Linked DNA regions of Danio rerio: region 2 is linked to region 1. The links are chromatin contacts, called in public Hi-C maps. All regions are on one chromosome and are shown on one strand. Each heading gives the region's core, a stretch centred on a gene start, on an enhancer-like site or on the middle of the called end of the contact. The rest is flanking DNA. Distances are from core to core; before and after follow the strand shown. Region 1 holds the start of tfg (trafficking from ER to golgi regulator). Region 2 holds the start of sytl5 (synaptotagmin-like 5).

The links. Hi-C and Micro-C count contacts between places; a contact is called where the count stands out from the background.
Region 2: a Hi-C map of an unstated tissue shows a contact between it and region 1, with 2.5 times the contacts expected there. The contact joins the promoter of sytl5 here to the promoter of tfg in region 1. A contact is called at or near these places in 2 of 18 Hi-C or Micro-C datasets (caudal fin and an unstated tissue).

What each region holds. Positions count from the first base shown.
Region 1 is chr9:31,783,094-31,789,705 of GRCz12tu, reverse strand. tfg (trafficking from ER to golgi regulator) reads right to left here and starts at 2,810. Exons shown (of 8, transcript NM_200015.2): 1 at 2,680-2,810; 2 at 344-531; 3 at 36-119. The coding sequence starts at 527. It overlaps jagn1a (jagunal homolog 1a), which reads right to left and starts at 6,518. Exons shown (of 3, transcript NM_001005774.2): 1 at 6,430-6,518; 2 at 5,196-5,301; 3 at 4,128-5,110. The coding sequence starts at 5,284. The coding sequence ends at 4,648.
Region 2 is chr9:32,035,973-32,042,531 of GRCz12tu, reverse strand. sytl5 (synaptotagmin-like 5) reads left to right here and starts at 3,831. Exons shown (of 17, transcript XM_681527.10): 1 at 3,831-3,961. asb11 (ankyrin repeat and SOCS box containing 11) reads left to right here. Exons shown (of 7, transcript NM_214792.2): 5 at 1-24; 6 at 2,101-2,286; 7 at 2,366-2,979. The coding sequence ends at 2,490.

The DNA.
Region 1 (6,612 bases), core at 1,561-4,060:
TATGCAAAAATCCCCAAGCATTGCTGGTTTCTTACCAAAAAGAGTGAGCTTCAATATTCTACTGCACTGGATCGCAAAAGACAAATCAGAACTGTCAAAGATGGTGATAAGGTCGTCATCTGGAAGAAAAAAAGACAAAGATGAATGATGAAAAAGGTAGCAGAGAATGAAATCGTTATTTGCAGGTGGACATCTAGACAGTGATACTACTGAGGGATTTCGATATGTGTATAGCTCCTATATGTTTTTTGCTTCATTGCTATTAAAAAAACCGAGTAACTATTTGAATAGTGTGAAATTACTAAAAAAGTTAAGTTGTAACTTTCTGAAGCCTAAATCTGACCTTCGTCCTTGTATTTGATGGTGACTTCATCGCTGCTCTGTAACTGGCCACGAAAAACTCTCTGCATCATCAGCAGGAGCTCGTCGTAGGTGATGTCTTCATTGTGGATAGGAATACGGCGAATATCATCACCCAGCTGAGCTTTGATGATCAGCTTCCCACTCAGGTCCAGCTGTCCATTCATACTGCTGAAAATAAAACTGTACTGTAAATACTACATAGGGGAAAAATATGCGTGATTCATCAATTCGGTTCTGATAGCTAAAAAGCACAGTATTTAATATAATTTAATTGAATACAATAATAAATGAGAAAGAAAATTTGTGAAATTAAACAAAAACCTTAATCTATTAGTAAAAAAAAATATTAGAGATGCAAAAAATAAAGGTTTTAAAATGTTAAGCCACTATTTGACAAGGTTGCCATCAGATTTGATCGAACAAATTATAGTAATATGTTGTCAAATATGCTATTCTTGTTAAAACAGTATGGTTTATCCAAAGCAATACAGTAGCAAATGAGACATACACTACTGCATACTAAACTGCTTAAATTTAACTCAACAAAACACTTAAATATGGCTCAAAATGATACACAAACAACAACAAAAATGGTTTACTATTTGCTTACTCTATTGACAAGGCTGTACCAGAGTAAGGCAAGGCAATTTATTTGTATAGCCCATTTCATACACAATGGTAATTCAAAGTACTATACATAAACAGGAATAAGAGAGACAAGTATAAGAAAATAAAAACAAAAAATAAAAATGATTTAAAACAAATAAAACAGATTAAAATGCATTAAAACAGGTTTTAATAGAATGAAAAATAAAAGAAAGACATTAGTGCGGTCTGTCAGACATCGCACAGTGCTTGTGAGAAAGATCTAAAAAATTTTATGCCAGGTCATATACTATCACTCGTACAATTATCCAGTTTATTAAAAAAAAGAGGTCATTTATCAATATATAATGCATCACATGCACATCAGACGTCATCTGATAGTACATCACCAAGCTGAGACCAAACACACCATCAGAGCTGCAGCACTGAATTAAAGGTCTTCATGCACAAACTCATAAAACCGACAACACACTCATTATGTTCCTCTAACAGAACCACACATTTCCACTCGCAACACAACAGTTCACCATAAAATCCGAGAGCCGTAACCCAATGAGTGTCTGCACTCACCACCGACTCTCAAGCTTTTGTTATGTATATAAAAACATTGTCGTACTCCAAAACCCACAGCCATATGACTCAAATATTAGGTTTTATCTGAACAAGTGCTACTGTACAGATATATTAGTTTACTGGGACATACTACAACTTCCTAAAAGTCTAAGGGTCACGAGATAGAAGATGATTTGGCACATGTTGAGGACCATGAATCTTTCCTAACACAGACTTTGGCCTAAGAAAAAAACGGTAAAACATTTCAGGTTTTAGATTTCATTTTAAATGATTTGATCAACTGAAGCAATCTTATCAGGACAGTCTCGACTTTCTTACTTTGATCTTACTCTCTGATTTATTCAAACTAGCAATGTTCACAGCAGCATGTGGACAGACCTGTATTTAACTCACATGGTATTCAGTGATAACTACTGACTGAAACTCATTCTGCCTGCTGGATTAGGAAAAATGCCATACAACTGGCTGCTTGGCAAACTGTTCAAAGGCTGATTTATTCAGGATTACATGTCTTAAAGATGTGGCATTAGCTGTTATAACATTTTGTACGATTTTGTCATGGATATGGGGAGTTTCTCATGGGTGGACACGTTAAACAGGGCAGACACAGATGAAAATAACAGCGTCACTTTAGCCATTTTAGTAATTTCAATCAGGTTATTAAAGCATGAGTTTTTTTGTTGGTTTTTTTTTGTTGATAATTTCCCACATCGGGCCATTTTCCATCATCGCAGCTGGGTGACGTTTAAAAGTCTTGCCAAAGCGTGATCCATTTAAAACATCCCATCAGGCCTCATTCACCTGATGATGCAGCAACTTCCTGCCAAATAAAGGTCTGAGGGTAACAATTCTCCCGGCGTCAAAAGAAAAAATAAATCTCAATATATTGTAACAGCTACTATTTCCGTGGTTTGAGTACGACTATTTAACTACGCCATACTGTGGTTTAAAACGCTGAACAAAACGTCTTTCTTGTTTTTAGCTTGCCCTAGTTTCACACAGGCTAAGCTAAGCTAATGCTAGTTTGCTTGACAACCGGCTAAATACTAAGGGTTCATTTCCAGAGGTGCCCAAAAAACCTCTAAAGTTGTTGTATAAGAATATGTAAATGTTTATACGAAAAGCCTGCGCCTGTACCTGGTGTTTTGGACGTGTCAATCCCAGCAGTAGCCTGTGTGTCCTGGACTTCAGCTGAACGATGCCTGACTGACTGATCGGAAACGCCTCACAGCGACCTGTACGTGGCAAAACCACAAACGCGCATGCGCGCTATCCAGACACTGCTCACTTGTTTTGTAAATTTAATTACTACCGATAAGGTGGTCTGTATCCTGAATGGATTTTATTTTACTACTGAATTTTTATAACTTCTTTGTTATACTTTTCCTATGGTATATAAAAGATTATTTTTTTTTAATTAAGATATTTTTATCTAAGGTTATGATACCAACAGAATCTTATCAGGCCCATACTTGCATATTACATTCTAATAATTATTTTCTTATCATCAGAATACTATTTTTATTTGAACATCTTTCTAAGTAAATTATTATTTTAAATTATTATTATTTTATATGTGTTTTTTAATAAATTTAAATATATAAATTGTGTGTGTGTGTGTGTGTGTGTATATAACTTAAATTGTATTATTGCTGTCGCCTCACAGCAAGAAGGTCGCTGGCTCAAGCCTCGGCTGGTCCAGTTGGAGTTTCTGTGTGGAGTTCTCTAGGTAGGCTAAATTGTCCGTAGTGTATGAGTGTGAATGAGTATATGGATGTTTCCCAGAGAGGGGTTGCGGCTGGAAGGGCATCTGCTGTGTAAAACAAGTGCTGGATAAGTTGGTGGTTCATTCTGCTGTGGTGACCCCAGATTAATAAAGGGACTAAGCCAAAAAGAAAATAATGAATGAATGAATATTTTGCCGTGCCCTGAATAGACCCAGGCCCCAGTTTGAATCTGTCTTATAAAGCCACATAATTAATTGTTGTGAATGTAGTACATTTGACTATGGCTATTTCACTCCCAGTATGCCAAAATAATAGGCTCTTATTCAGTTAATAATAATATATTAGGCTTTGTAAAATTATCAGTTCAGTTTGCATTACAAATTATATTTGGACAAGTAAAAACTTTAATATCAGGCCTGTTTTCCTTGATCTTTATAATGACTGCCAACCGCTTTTCCACTAGACATTTTAAACAAGTTAAAAAAAAAAAAAAAAAAACATGAAACCAGTGAAATTTTCAAAACTCTTTCCTCTGGATGTTGAACCTGCATTCAAAAAAAGAATCACATTCAAGCTGTTTACTATGATAATAATAAAGGAAAAATACATTTCTGCAGATAATGAGCGCTAAAACTACACAGAGAAGCCTGACACTCTGTTAAATTAGAAACATCAAGAAATTAAATGAAATACTTAATATTAACTACACTGTGCTTCCCAGTGATGGGTTGTTGCTGGGAGATGAAAACATAAAACATATGCTAGATAAGTTGGTGGTTGATTCCGCTGTGGCGACCCCTGATGAAAAAAGGGACTAAGCTAAAAAGAAAATGAATGAATTCACTGCAATTAAATATCTAAAGTATTTTTTTATTATTATTTATAAAGTGTAACATATGAATTGTATGGCTCTGTATAAACACACTGTAGACTGCAAACCTTCTGAATCGGAGGTAACAACTTGCAATGTAACAAAATGTTTTGTTTTAAATTAAATCTTAAAACATTTATATTGCAAAGTGAACATATATACGAAATATACGACAATACATGTAAAATACATCAAATGAACTGGCTTACAGTTATATATGAAGAGTATATGCAAAAATCTCTAAGTGTCATCTTACATCTTATCCTAAAATTCAACATTTTCTCAAGATTCTGTGTGTACAGTATGTTCAGTTATTTCACTTACAATGCAATGACAAGAAATGAAATGACTGAACCTACACAAGGATTTCTTGGAGAAAGTCTATTTTTAGAAGAAAATTTCAGATGTAACTGATCAGCTTTTTATTATAAAACATTATAAATGACTCCATGCATTATACAGTAGCAACTGAGACATAAATAGCGGTGAATGATTTCAGAAATGTTTTTATTTCTTCTTCTTCTCTAGTGTTGAGTTGAACCAGGCATCTAGAAGCTTCTTGCTGTAGTAGATCTGCCATGCATGCACTTGAATTGCAATCACCATGAGTAGATACATCACAGAAACAGCCGAGAAGCCGAAGATAAACCTGTAGGCTTTTCCATGTCGGTACAGCTGCTGGGCCAGAGGAAACATTTCCATCGCACCAAAAATCAAGGGTGCCACAGAGAACAATCCAGCACTTATCATGGAGATCACCAGGTAGCTGATGTTGTTTTTCGGCATGGCCAGCGCTCCAATAAACGAGGGCACGAGACTCAGAAGATATGGATACTCCCACTGATAGGGCATGGCCACCAGGTCATGAGACACCAAATTGAGGTGACTAACAGCCACTTGAGCTGCCACCAGTATCCATATGAGGAAATGCACTACGGTGAGCTTCTTTATCTCAGATTTTGATGAAGCACTGAAAGACAGGATTGGTGATGATGATAGATTGGTAATGTTATTGGTCATGTTAGATTGCAGGGATAGTTTGATGATATAGTTACCTCATTTGATAATGAGAAGCCACTTTCTCTCTGTGTTTGAAATCACCGCCATCAGTCCCTGCAGCTCTTGGCCCTGCACGAGATGCCATTGCCAATATCCAGATGACTGGAACACCATGCAAGTATATGCAGAAAAATAGATAGATTTAACAATTGATGTAAAGTTGATTTTATTTTTGCACATTTGGACTTTTTTCCTAATATTATAATTTCAGAAAAGTAATCTTTGCAAAATCTAAATTGGGAAATCATATTAGCAGCCAATGGCTATCAAAGAGCAACATGTTCAGAGTCAGTTCAATAGTGCTAAGGTTGTTTGAAGTCGTACTTTACATGCAAATATTCAAAGTAAAGTGGTAAATATAAGGACTGTGTCGCAAGTTGTCACTGTTCAAAAGTGAGTGAAAGTGTGAATATGAAAAAAATAATTACCTTAATGATTTATCTTTGTCTTATTAGTCAGAAAGATAAAGACTGGATATTGATACTACAGCTATTGAGAAAATGAGTGACCATTTGAAAATGATTGTAATTGTATTTACACTGCTCAAAAAAAAAAAAAAAAATAGGGAACACTTCAACAACACAATGTTCCCTTTATTTTCTTGAGCAGTATATATATATATATATATATATATATATATATATATATATATATATATATATATATATATATAGATAGATAGATAGATAGATAGATAGATAGATAGATAGATAGATAGATAGATAGATAGATAGATAGATAGATAGATAGATAGATAGATAGATAGAGAATTTCATAGACAAACAGATTCAAGATTCAATACAGATAGACAGACAAACAGACAACACAATACCAATGTTTTAACTTAGGGAAAATTATAAAAATCTAAATTAATGTTTTAATTGGAGAAAATTCTCACCAGACCTTTACCACAATGAAACAAATATTACAAATTTACTAAATCTAAATTACCTTATCTTTAAATCCAGTATATCCGCGTATAGACAAAGCTGTAGCAGTCTATAAGCTAAGTTGACCAATTTTGCGTTTTCATATATAAGCATCGAAAGTGAAACACAATAATGCCTTTTTCTGGACAACTCAAAAACATAGGTACATCTTGCCTGCCGGTTTCCGGATGAGGGATAAACTAAACTCACCGTTCAAGAGACGTAATTAAAAGACGTGACACTGTACACATCGACAACTACTTTTCATGCAATGCGCCTTTAAATCGGCAATATAACCTACCGTATATCTTGATAAAACGTATCCGAAAGCGCCAGCGAGTACCCAAGATGAGGAAATGTTAACACAAAGGCTTTTTATCAATGAAAGGCAATAATATGTTGATCATGCGCACAAGATAGGCAGTAAAGGATCTCTCCGCCCCTCCGCACGCATTGATTTGACAGCAGCATCTCTTTCTGCGCA
Region 2 (6,559 bases), core at 2,582-5,081, 250 kb before region 1:
GTGTACTGACCCTGCTGATCTTAGGTCAGAATCACAAACATTACCCTTCATGACTTAATGAGTTACAAGAACAAAAGGTTTTCTTTCTCAGATTTTCTTATTGCATTCGTTATACAGTTGAAGTCATAATTATTAGCCCCCTTGAAATTTTTTTCTTCTTTTTTTGATATTTCCCAAATGATGTATAACAGAGCAAGGAAATTTCTACTGTACGTCTGATAATATTTTTTCCTCTGAAAAAAGTCTTATTTGTTTTATTTCGGCTAGAGTAAAAGCAGTTTTTAATTTTTTAACACAATTTTAAGGACAAAATGATTAGCCCCTTTAAGCTAATTTTTTTCTCGATAATCTACAGAACCAACCATCGTTATACAATAATTTGTCTAATTACCCATGTCTAATTACCCTTTTAAATGTCACTTTAAGCTGTAAGGAAGTGTCTTAAAAAATATCTAGTAAAATATTATTTACTGTCATCATATCAAAGATATAATAAATCAGTTATTAGTAATGAGTTATTAAAATTATTATGTTTAGAAATGTGTTGAATAAAATCTTCTCTCCGTTAAACCGAAATTGGGGAAAAAATAAACAAGCAGTCTAATAATTCAGGGGGGCTAATACTTCTGACTTCAGCTGTATTAGTGAACGGTGATAAAATGTTATCTAGATAACCATTTTTTTGGTGCAACTTTATACATTTAATAGCAAGTGTTCACTTAAGGAAACTTTAAAATCATTCCATTATATCAAAATAATTAGAAATATGGTTATACATATTTTCGAATTTATTCAGCCTTATTTTAGTTACCTAAAATAATTTTCTATGTGTTTGTTTTTGCAAGACATATACAGTTGAAGTCAGAATTATTAGCCCCCTGTTCAATTTTTCCCCAAATTCTGTTTAGCGGAGAGAAGATTTTTTCAACACAATTCAAAACATAATATTTTTTAATAACTCATCTCTAATAACTGATTTCTTTTATCTTTGCCATGATGACAGTAAATAATATTTGACTAGATATTTTTCAAGACACTTCTATACAGCTTAAAGTAACATTTAAAGACTTAACTTAGCAATTTTTTTTAATTTATATACTGTATAAAATGTTTAAATATTAATATTTTTAAATCTATATAAATATTATTAATATTTTGAATTTTAGTGTTATTTTTAGTTTCCCTGAGATGGGTTGCGGCTGGAAAGGAATCCGCTGCTTAAAAACGTGCTGAATAAGTTGGCGGTTCATTCCGCTGTGGCAACCCCAGATTAATAAAGGGACTAAGCCGACAAGAAAATTAATGAATGAATGAGTTTTATTTTAAGCTCATTTAAAGTTTTAATTACAATGTTTCTAAGTCATTTTTAGTCATTTTCATTAAGTTTAATTATCAAAATACTTTATCTTCTAGCCTCTTTAATGGCTCTGGTGTTGTTCAATTGTTTATTACTACAAATATTTATTTCAGCTTTATTTTTCACTTTTTCTATTGTTTTAGTCATATTTTTGTGTCATTTATGTTGTTATAGATTTATTTTGAAATTAGCATTTGTTTTTAGCACATTTAGTTTGTTTCTGTAATTTTGTTGTTTCGTTAGAATAATGTGTGTGTATATATATATATATATATATATATATATATATATATATTGTTCATCTTTAAAAATTAAAAAATGTAAATTAATTTAACTTTGACATTAGTTTTTTAACTTTTTACATTTTTCTTTCTCTTTTCATGTGAGTTTGTTTGTAATATGTATATAAAATAACAAAAATGCAATTTTATGTATGTAAATTTTTAGCCAATTTTATGTCAGTTTTATTAGTTACTTGTTGGGGTCGACAAAAACATTTCATGAATTTACGAGATGAGATCTTATGAGAACTTTTAACAGAACTAAGAAACCTACACAAAATATGTGTACAGTGAATGTGTATGTACATAAATGATTTTAGTCTTGTGATCAGTAAATTATATTTCAAGTACGTTACTTACTTTAAATTTGAAGTTAAATTATAAAACATTACTCACATATGCAATGGTTGTTTGTTATTTTACCAATAACAACGCGACTCATGCTCATTTAATTCTCTACAGGTGCTGATGTACAATGTGGGCGTGGCCTTGACACACCTTTACATGCTGCATGCAGAGTAGGTGGAGCAAAAGAGGCGGAGCTACTATTAGAACACGGGGCTGATCGTACATCTAGAAACTCTGAGGGGAAGACACCTCTGGATCTGACCTCAGATCAGAGCATCAAACACCTCTTGCAGACAGCAGGTAAAGAAAAACACACAGGATATAAACAGTACATTTGTATACTGTGATACAGATCTTATACATTTTTTATTTTTTGCAGGTACCTGCTCTCTGTCTCAGCTATGCAGATGGTGCATTCGACGCTCACTGGGACAAAAAGGACTCAACAAAACCAAGACCCTTTGCTTACCACATATGCTACACAATTATCTTCTCTATCATTAAGACGCGTATAAACATTGTCAAGTGTCAAAACACGACTTGCATAGTAATCTTGTTATTTTTGAATTTTCTGCACATTTTTATTTGTAAATCTGTAAATATTATTTGTTTGTGTGGCCTTAATCTGTGTATTTTGGCAATAACCTGTTGTTAATTTGTTGGAAGCAGTGTATATTTACTGTAGTCAACATTAGAAGTGGATCAAAACAGTTTTTCAAAGCTGTCCTAAGGCAAGAATGGGTGTTGTTCAATAGTTTTAGGATCATTTTGATGAAAGGTTTTGATCCACTTCGAATCTTGATAACTGTGCACATGCACAGGTTTTATGTTAAATGGGTTTGTAAAAATAAGTAAAAATATCTTCATTTTGTTTTGCCTCTACATATTTTTTTACCCTCAAAGTACTGTAAAGGTGCATTGTAAAAATCACCAAATACCATGGTTTCAGAAAAAAAACAAATATTTTAATAAAGTGATCTTTTTCTTAGTAAATTTCATGAAACAATGGGCGGCGAGGGCAAGGTACAGCAAGATTCGAGCCTTGGCTGGATCAGTTGGCGTTTCTGTGTGGAGTTTGCATGTTCTCCCTGTGTTCGCGTGGGTTTTCCCCACAGGTCTAATGACAAGTGCTATAGTTTAATTAGGTAGGCTAAATTATTTGTTATGTATGAGTGTGTAAATGAGTGTGTATGGGTGTTTCTTAGTGATGGGTTGCAGCTGGACGGGCATCCGCTGTGTAAAACATGCTGGATAAGTTGGCGGTTCATTCCGCTGTGGTGACCCCTGATTAATAAAGAGACTAAGCTGAAAAGAAAATGAATGAATTTCACAAACAACCCAGCAGATGGCAGCTTTGTACCAACTGTAAGATAATACATTTTTTGATTTAGTTTATAAGCTAAATAAGGATAAATCACTAACTCTAGAGCTTTAAGAAGCTTTAATTAATCATTAATCAATAGTTATTTCATGACTATTTTGAAAGTTATGACGTTTCAGTGGGGTGACTGAAAAAAATAGCTGAACTAACAACAAAGTACAGTATACATTAAGAATAAACAACATTAATATCAAGAAACAAAACATTATAATGAACATTAGGAATACATATTCTTTTTTAATGTACCCCCAAACCGAATGTCTAACTATGTGACTCAACATCTGCTGACAGTATGCTGAGGATATTCCCTGTCTAGTCACCGCGTTTGAGAGGCAATATGGCACTCCTATGATGCTGCTCGTGTGTGTGTCTGTGTATGTGTACACGGTCACGGGGAATCCGTGGGAGCGCAAACTCCGCCTCCGCCATGAACATCTCCAGCGGCGGGTGCGTGGGGGGTTTCGGGTTTGCCTCTCGCTCAGAGCTCGGGCTGCGGTGATGGATACAGTCAGTCAGCGCTACTAACCACCGGTTCTTGACCGTGTAACAGCACTGCAGTTCACAGGATTTTCACGAGCGACCGCTGCACTGCAGGTAGGACAGTTCATGCACTGGCGTGCTTCTTAGATGCGGTCTGAGGGAAAAAAACGCGGCTTTAACGGTGAGGAGGACGCTGTAACTTAAGTGTTCCCATTCTGACTGATGTTTAACAGTCTTTATCTTTTTTATACCTCATCCTCAAACAGCTTAAACCTCAGCAAAGTCAGTATCAAAGGATATATTTCACTAACAAGCAAGCCTGTTTTCCCGCTGTTTTGTGGCAAGACATTTTATGTCGTCTCACCAGGTGTTTGAACAGGTGCAATGCAGTAGAGGGTTTGTATTGAGGTAGCATGAAGTCGTTTTGACGTTTTAGTCGTTTCTTAAAATGAAAGTTTAAAAGTGTCATCATGATGTAGCCCGTGGTGTTTATTGTACATATTACATGAAACTGGATGTCCCACTTTTTACTCCAGTGAATATTAATTAGGTTTATTTTAGAAAGTCAGTTTTTGTGTGGATGGCTTGTGTTGGGGACAGAATGTCTTTCAGTGTGGTTCTGTTGACAAGCAGATACAGTATTCTAATGTTAATATTCTTGTATTATATAATTCAGTATAATCTATCTTTGCAGAGTGAGTGTGTGTGAGGTGATCTGTATGATCCTCTTCTACATGATTACACAGGTTTAAGCACATGCCAGTGCTTTGCTTCAGTTTGATAATAAGCAGAAATCAGTCCTAGAGCTGAAATGGTGACAAAGCCATTAAGGTTAAATTGGTTTTATATTCACACATTCAGACTTTCCCCTTATAATTTTAGAAAAGTATTATTGGCAAATTCTAAATAGTGAAATCATATAAGCAGCCAATGACTATCAAAGTACAGCATTGTTCACAGTGAAAAGTAGTGCTACAGTAATGCTGTTTTGAAGTCATACATACTTGCATGTAGTTTCAAGAGATCACACTTAGCTGATGATTGATTATAGAGTTTGTTTGGCGTGCTGTCCCGGGAGCCAGCCCTGAGCTCATTAGATCCTCGAGCCTGGGGCTCCTTCCTGTTTGCAAGGTGAGAGGGGAGTTTGAGCTCAGGTAGATCTAGAGAACTCCTCGCTGTATAGCTAATGAACAATTAGTGATTGCTCTAAGAGATAACTAATTACTAGGAGCATGTCTATGGTGCCGATTTGGATTAGTCAGTTAACTTCAGTTGCATGTTTTTGAATGGTAGGAGGAAAGCGGGGAACCCAGGGGAAACCCATGTGAGCATGGGGAAAATGTGTAAACTCCGCACATAAATGTTCGCTAGCTTGTTAAGAACTAGAACCAGTGACGTTCTTGCTGTGAGCCAACCGTGCTAACCACTGGACGACCGTGTCACCAATCTAAGAAAGGAGGAGTAGGGGTGGAAAGGGGGGATTCTTCAAAACTAGATAGCTGTGATATGGAACTTAGGGTATTTATAGTGGCTTTGGAATCGTCTGACTGGTGAATCATAAATTGGATAATGCGGGACCTCCCACAAGCAAACATAAGCACGTGATCCTCTCGAAATTAGTTCTTGAAATAAACTTCACTTCAGACCAAATATTCAAAGTACAATGGCAAACAATATAGGGAGCATGCCACAAGTTGTCACTGAACAAATGTGCGAATGTAAAACCAACTTTACCTCAATGTCATAGCCTAGTGCCTATTTAGTATGTTCCTACCTGTAAGGTATTTGGCTAACTTTCTAATTTAGTTTACCCACCCTTTTAATGTCTACACAGCTAACTTTGCTAATGCAATGACGGCACCAGGACAGACGTCCTACTAAAGTGTTACAAACTGAACCTAAATGTGTGATACACAAATTCTGTTCGCACTTATGTGAGTGGACGAATACACAAAGACTCGAGCTTTAATTATTTCTCTTATCTCTGAAGGAACAAGCCATGGATTGGTATAAGTTTCTGATGGTACAAGGATAACCTTGAATAAAATAACACAGCTTGACGGTATACTGCTTTAAAATAAGTTCTTTTAAAATGTTTAGGTAAAACAAAAGAAATAAAAAAAAAACCCATTGAACACAATATATTTTATTTCAAGAAACATTTTAAATATTTTTGAGCAGTAAACATGTCAGGCTAAATAATTTGAATAAATCATTGACTTTTGCTCTTTTCATTAAATTCAAAAACACAGATTTCTTTACAACACATAAAAAAACCTTAAATCTATCTTATGAAACAATATAACAGAACATTTTAGCGGTATAAAAACCTTGACTTTATAAACCGCAGTAAATCTTGAAACAGGTCATCAGCCCATTCCTAGAAAGTACAAAACCAGTGACGGACAAAATGCCTCTCTGTGCTGTCACACGCTGATAGGAACTGTTTAAGTTTTGATGTGTCATTTACTGTGGACTGTGAGTAACAACATACAGTAAATCACTTTTGTTTTCCAAAGCATTAGCTATTTATACCTGAGAGAGGCGTAATCAAGATAAGAGGCAGCTAAAGGAACAGCAAATCAGTTTGTCAGGGGAACGTTGTATTGCTCTGATGTTCATACTCTTTCATAGTCACACTTAGTTATGTGTATCAAATGATTCTTCTAAACCTTAAAAAAATGAAAATAGAAAAGTTTATTGGCAAACCTT